2 separate regions of the Mus musculus genome follow, and region 1 is linked to region 2. A link is a contact called in public promoter capture Hi-C data. All regions are on one chromosome and are shown on one strand. Each heading gives the region's core, a stretch centred on a gene start, on an enhancer-like site or on the middle of the called end of the contact. The rest is flanking DNA. Distances are from core to core; before and after follow the strand shown. Region 1 overlaps Hydin (HYDIN, axonemal central pair apparatus protein). Region 2 holds the start of Tat (tyrosine aminotransferase).

Region 1 (3,569 bases), core at 269-2,768, 530 kb before region 2:
TCTCCTTAGGACTTGGGGTTCACTGATAATTCTGCTAGGCTGTCTGGCCAGTGAGTCTCAGGGATCCTCTGTCTCTGTCTGCCCAGATCTGGGATTGGAAATATATAAAGCCATGCCCAGATTTTTATGAGGTGCCTGCTGGGAGACACAATGCAGGCAAACCCTTTGCCACTAAGTTGTCTCCCAGGCCTGTACTTTTCTTAGCAGCCCACTCACTGCCTTGGAGTGGAATGACTTTGGCAACATAACTGGACTGTAATGATCTTGGTGTTGCAACCACTGAAGAACGGTTTCTCCTGCAATGTGGTATTACTCCAGGACCCGGCATGAAGGATGGAGTTGAATCCCCAGCACCCAAGAAGGTATCAGGCATGTGGGGGCTGCTTGTAATCCCAGCACTTGGGAGGCCCAGATGGGATGTCTGCAATAATCTGGCTAACAAGATGAGCCAGATTAACTCCTGTCTGTTGTGAGAGACCTGATTTTCATAAATTAAAAGTGAAGAACAACTGAAGATGAGACCTGATATCAATTTCCAACCCATGGCCTCTAACCCATGTACACACAGATATAAACATGCATACACACACACACACACACACACACACACACACACACCCTATACACACAGACACATGAAAGAAATGTGCTTAATAGCTGCCCGGTATGAGAAACTAAAGGAAACACACAGCTCTGGGAGCCCATAGGCCTTGCTGGTCGTGACTCCAGAGCATACGTAGTTTTTTCATGTGTCCACGTGGTCCTGGAGAGAAAACCAAGGCCTTAAGCAAGCCAGGCAGGTACTCTTTCACTGGACTGCAGCTCCAGACCCCCAAGTTCATTAAAAAAAAAATCACATTGGTTTTGACCTTAAAAGCAGTATGCTTTTAAGAAGAATTGAGAAAGATAAAAGGAGATGTAAAACCCATAGACCTACTAACCAAAGAGAGTAACACTGATCTCACACTGTAGGAGGTTTTTGTCAATGCATGTGACATTATTTGCAAATATATAAAATGTAAATTTGCTTTACATATTAATCTGTTTCACATTACATTATGAAAACTTTTTTTTTAATCTGTAATTTACAGAGACCCATGTTTTATTTTTGAGACAAAAATCTCATTATGCAACCCAGCCTGGTCTGAGTTCCGCAATCCCATGCCCCAGCGTCGGGAGCTCCGGGATTTCAGGTGCACACTACCGTGCCAGGCAAGCTTGGACTTCCAGCTGCTCACATTATACTTTTTATCACATTGCTCTTTTTGCTTTATTTCTTTGGTGTAAAACCTGCTCCCTGGTTCTTTAAAAAGAAGAGTAGCTTCCAACTGGAGGACAGACAGAGGTCATGGGCGAGAGCGACAAAAGACAAGCAAGGGACCCTTTGAGTCCCGAGGGCTCTGAGCCACTGAGGGGGGCCGATGGCCTAGCGTCTCAGCTCTCAGCAAGGGTTCAGTGTGTGAGTTCCAAGCCTGCTGCTTTGTGTGGGTGGGCGTGTACACACCTGTATCCGCTCAGCCAGGATCTGAATGAGGAGGTCATCTGGGAGCACGCAGCTCATCAGCCCGGTCTCCCCGCCAATACTGGCGCTGACGCTGAGCCGCCGATGGGTGGGGCCGGGGAGGAGAGGGCTAGAGGAGATCTGATGAGTGGGAGAAGGGCAGGAAGTCAAAAGCCAGCCTTATGTCTCAACAACTATACATACAGGCAATGTAGCCTACACACACACACACACACACACACACACACACACAAAATAATAATAATAATAATAATAACAATAACAATAATAATAATAATAATACCACAAAACTCTTGCAGGCTCCTTAAATAATGAGGACTATATTTCAAATGGCATGATTCCCTACTTCTCTTGAAAGGAAATAAAACTTGAGACATGTGATTCATGTAATTTATGTCAAATAGCCTAAAGAGTTGTTTGTGAGCTTTGAAACCTGGGCCTGAGAACATAGAAGAACAGGTCAGGACATGCCTGGGCAGGCCCATCGTTACATGTCCTGACTGGCCTAGTGCCTCCCTATCTCCTGCCCTTCTAACAGTCTGTTGATGTTTAAATGGACCAATCATGTGAAACCGCGCCAATTCCTCCCCCAGTCCCACCCCTTTTCTATAAAAACCCCTAGCTTCCAATACTCGTGGTCAAAACCACTGTCTCCTGCGTGAGATACGTTTCGACCCAGAGCTCTGCCATTATGGCTCCACCATGTGGTCGACACCTCTGTCTCCTGCAGGAGATATGTGTCGGCCCGGAGCTCTGTCATTAAACTCTGTCATTAAACTCTGTCATTAAATTCATGCTTTTACATCAAGATGGTCGTCTGTTCATGATTCTTGGGTGCACGCCGAACGGAAATTGAGTGGGGGTTTCCCCACTAGGTTCTTTCACTCTCAGGAATGGTGGTAGCTTCAAGCAGGGATACTGTGGGAGGTTCTCTGTATGTGTCCTGACCTGTATTTGACTGCCCATTCACCCAACAGATATTTACTGAGTTCCCATCATGCACCAGGCCCTCCTTGTGGACTAGGTAGGCATCCAACAACAAACAGGACCAGCAATTGATGCTGCCTCCACGGCTCTTACCACTCTCACGGGAGACACAGAAACTGAGCGCATTACCCAGGAACCGGTAATATTCACGGCAGGGAGGCGTGTGGTGGGGAAGTGAGAGGGCAAGGGAATGACGGGGCAGTGAAGGGGTGGAGAATCACGGGAGGATCATATAAGCTTGGAACCATGGCAGACTGAGACAAGAACTTGAGAACTGTCTCTGTGAGGGAGCTGCGTGCGTGAGCTGATTTGGGAGCACACGGGAGTTCAGCGTGTATGGAATCTGGTAAGCAATGGTGGTGGTGGAATATTGGAAGGCAGGTGGATGTCTGGATGGGACTGGTGAAGGAGATCAGGGGCGACTGAGACAGAGGAAGTGGTCCTTGGAGGAAACAGAGAAGGGGATCTGAAGAGTGAGTTAGGAGCTGGAGGGGGCATGGTGGTGCACGCCTTTAATCCCAGCACTCGGGAGGCAGAGGCAGGTGGATTTTTGAGTTTGAGGCCAGCCTGGTCTACAAAGTGAGGTCCAAGACAGCCAGGGCTATACAGAGAAACCCTGTCTGGAAAAACCAAAAACCCAAAAAACCAAAAAACCAAAAAAAAAAAAAAAAAAAAAAAAAAGGAGGGCAAGGACCATGGATTTAACCCCTGAATTGAATAAGAGGGAGAGGGATGGGAACCAGTGCACATGTATAGATGGGTAGAGTGATCAGCTCAGAATCTGTCTCCAATTCATTTGGGTCTTGTCATGTTGAGCAGTGCAGGGTTGTGTGTGCTTTTGTGTGAGCTCGTGCACATGTATACATGTGGTATACAGGTTCTGATTTCTACTCTGACTTCTTTTAGGGTTACTGTTTACTGAGAGAGAGAGAGAGAGAGAGAGAGAGAGAGAGAGAGAGAGAGAGAGCTAGAGTCAGAACTGGGATTTTCTGCTGTCCCCAAAACATTCTAAAAGTCTTTACTTCTAGATTGATAGAAGGAAAACAAGCAAAACTTACCA
Region 2 (3,454 bases), core at 519-3,018:
GTCTGTCTGTCTGTCATCTGTTTGTCTGCCTGAGTCTCTAATATTCTCTCTCTCTCTCAGTGTGTGTGATACACACACTAATTCACACATGAATAAACACATTTAATTAAAAAAAACATTAAAAGTTAGGCATGATAGTGCATGCCTATAATCCCAGCTCTTGAAAGACTAAGGCAGGAGAATTGCTAGTTTGAGATCAGACTGCATTATATAGCAATGACCAAAATGCACTCTGAGCTTCTCTGGGCAAGCTTACCGATAGATGGGGCATAGCCATTGTACTTCCCGGAGTCCAGGGCATCCTTCATGGCTTGGGTCACTTCAGGGTCTGTGGGCAGGTTCCCAAACACAGTAGGGTCCCCTGTTCACAGAAGAGAGAAGCTAAAGAACCGCCAAGACTTTACATCCCCACGTTCGGGTCTTATCTCCTCCCCTCTCTTCCTGGCAGCACATGAGAGCGGGAGGTCAAGTGGCCCGAACTCACCAATTGACAGAGAGATCACGGTTTTGTTCGGATTCGGCTTCACCTTCATGTTGTCCACAATGGCTCGGATGGGATTGAAGGTTTTATTGGACATGTCAGAGGGCCTCACATTCCACCTGGCCTTCCTGCCCTTCGCTCTCCCTTGCACCGAGCTTCTCCCGCCAATATTGACGCGAACATCCAGCACTGAAGGTAGGCTGTCATTGACATTCGTCTGGATTACGTAGGAGTCCATGGCTCACAAAGCCTACAGGGAAAAAAAGAGACGTCCCTGTAAGGCTAAGATGGGGAGTTGGGGAGCTGTGTTTAGACCTAAGCAGGGGTGACCTCACACATGCATCTCTCTAATGCTTTTATATGATTTCACTTGTAAGACAGCTTTGGATATGAATAGGAGTGGGGTTTAAGAATGTCTTGCAGAGATAGAAAATATAGGAGCAACTCATTTTCAAAATTATCAGGGAGCATTTAATTGAATATTTATCTACTACAAGTAGGATTGTTTTTTTTCCACTTGTCTTTGGCATGGGTGTGTACTTGTGCATACACATGTTCCACTACAAATGTGTGGAGGTCAGAGGACAACCTCAGGTTGCAGTCCTCACCATCCGCCTCATCTCACTGTGGGTTCTGGCATTACAGATGTGTACCGCCACATCTGACTTTACATGGGTCCTAGAGATCCGAATTCTAATTCTTGCCCTTGGATGACAAGGGCTTTTCCTGCTGGGTCAGCTCTCAGCCTTGTGGGATTTTCTATATGCAACTCTAACCCTATGCTCTGAGTTAAACCGAGAGAAAAAAAAAAATGACAGGAGAGTATTCATCAAAGCATGTGGGCTACCATCTCGCCCCCGAGAAAGGGTCTTCCCAGTACCTTAGCCTGGGCATCTTGGCAAGACCAAAAACTCAAAAACTGTAAAACTAAGGCAGTGGAGCACTTGGCTAGCAGAGCCAGGACCTATGTTCAATCATAATACCATTAAGGAAAGAGAGAGGAAGGGAAGAAGGAACAGAGAGAGAGAGACAGAGACAGACAGACAGACAGACAGACAGACAGACAGATGAATATTGATGCTAGTTAAAGTAAGGACATGTCAGATAAGCATCCCAGCCCTGGGCAGAAAAAGCCAGAATATCAGAAAGAAAGCCAGGAGCATCGCAATCACCATCACAGTGCAGAGAACCTCCGGGATTACCTTCCTCGTCCAGGCAAAGCAGTCTCCAAGCAGCCAAACCTATAAGGCCCACGAGCGCTCCTCCACCAAGTCCTCTGATGATGAGTTCAGGTGCGGTCCTGACCCTTGAAATAGTTTCAGCCAATGGGCGTTGGGCCTGAAGCCCTTATGCTATTGGTTGAGAGTGAGGACTAAGCCCCTCCCCTGGACCTCCCCCCACTCCCCCCCCCCACACTCTGCTGTTTCTCACCCCAACCCTGGGCCACCATCCAATCTGGGATTTGTCCACACATCACGTTATCTGGAATTCTCTGTGTTAACTCTTTCTGGTCATTTGGTGAGCTGTTTCAGGAAACTGTGGAGGGCAGTTGGGGTGACAGCGATTAACTTTATTGTCCTTATTTTGTTATGAAAACTATTGTGTTAACAGTACAGAAATGCATTAAAATGAGGGTCCTTCTGGTAGTGCTTTCTCTGTGCACTCCAGTCTCACTCCTGGACATGGGCAATGATAAGAGCTTGGTTGACTATTCATCTACTGCATGTGGGATTTGCTATGGACAATGGGAATCTCCACAAAAATTCAACCGCACTCCAAGGAAAAACAAATTAAAAAATTCCATCAAATAGGTTAGTATAAGGATAGATAAATAGATGCAGAGATAAATGAATACGTGATTTAATAAATTTTCAAAGCACAGATAGAATCACGCGCTCATTTGACAGTGGGCATTTATCATTGCCATTGTCGTCGTCGTCGTCGTCATAGTCGTTGTTGTTACTTTGTCCTGTGCCTTGATCCCCTTTACTTGGCATACCACAGAGGTCTGGACTCCATTTAGAACAAAATGGGAAGTTAAAACAAATTAATAATCCATCAAGAAACAAGGCAGCCAAATTCTCTGCAGCTTAATTTTCATTAGGGTACAAAACTGTTCAGGAATGCAGTGAGTTGAAGGATCTGAAGTCTGAAGTTTTTAATTTTTTCTTTAAAGAATAGGAAATTCTCAGAGCAGCTTGTATTTGATCACAAAGTTAACAATGGAACTAACAACACTAGTGGTAGAATCTCTCTCCTATGCTGAAACACACACTCTGATTCCTGGACCACACCTGCTCCTTGCTCCCTCAACAGGCACCATCCACCAGAGGCGCTAGACTAATATTTGCGTAGCAGTGTCTCTGCGCATGTGCAGTGCTCCAATCACCACACTTTGCAGGCCTACAACGTCTACTTCCTGCCGTGGGCCTGAAAAGGCAGAGTACTATTTAGATGCACAAGGCTCACATCACACTGGGCACGACAGAGCTCTAGTGCCCAAAGACACGTATCACTATCACCTCCAATAAAAGCTACGGCATGCAGAGATGCTTCATAAAACACAGGTGTTGCCAGAGTCCTGCTGTGCACTTTCTTGTGGACATTAGGACATTGGGTGTCTTCCTCAGTCACTTTCCACCCCACCCCACCCCACACACCCCTTTTTGATATAGGGAATTGAACCAAAGCAAACGCCTCACCACTGAGTTGTACCTCTAGCCTCTCCGCTTAGTTTAGAGTTGCATGGTCTCATATAGCAGCCACAATCATAATTGACTTTTGATCCTTGAAATGTGGCTGATCTTTAGATGAGATGTTTCGTTCATATAATCACGTTCTGGAGACTTAGTGTTAAAAATGCCAACTACCTCATTAATTTTATACTGATTGCACGTTGAAAGATTCTTTGACATTTTGAATAAAGCCATAAAAACTCTTTTCAAAGCCTGATGAGATTGCTCAGCCGGTAAA

Evidence for each region. Promoter capture Hi-C pulls out the DNA fragments that hold promoters and counts their contacts.
Region 1: a contact with region 2 is called in a promoter capture Hi-C map of embryonic stem cells, with 2.2 times the contacts expected there. The contact joins the enhancer-like site here to the promoter of Tat in region 2. A contact is called at or near these places in 7 of 39 promoter capture datasets (the 3T3-L1 cell line, cranial neural crest, embryonic stem cells and 4 more) and 1 of 115 datasets of contacts at active chromatin or transcription factors (embryonic stem cells).

The regions. Positions count from the first base shown.
Region 1 is chr8:110,521,145-110,524,713 of GRCm38.p6, reverse strand. It overlaps Hydin (HYDIN, axonemal central pair apparatus protein), which reads right to left. Exons shown (of 87, transcript NM_172916.2): 43 at 1,505-1,642. Among named protein-coding and RNA genes, the nearest start is that of Gm21283, 21 kb to the right of the region's middle. Within about 2 kb of position 1,518, at least 8 of the 459 cell types and tissues checked have an H3K27ac peak or open chromatin away from gene starts, as enhancers often do. A contact at or near this core is called in embryonic stem cells, where this site is marked.
Region 2 is chr8:109,988,750-109,992,203 of GRCm38.p6, reverse strand. Tat (tyrosine aminotransferase) reads right to left here and starts at 1,768. Exons shown (of 12, transcript NM_146214.3): 1 at 1,684-1,768; 2 at 485-731; 3 at 257-361. The coding sequence starts at 719.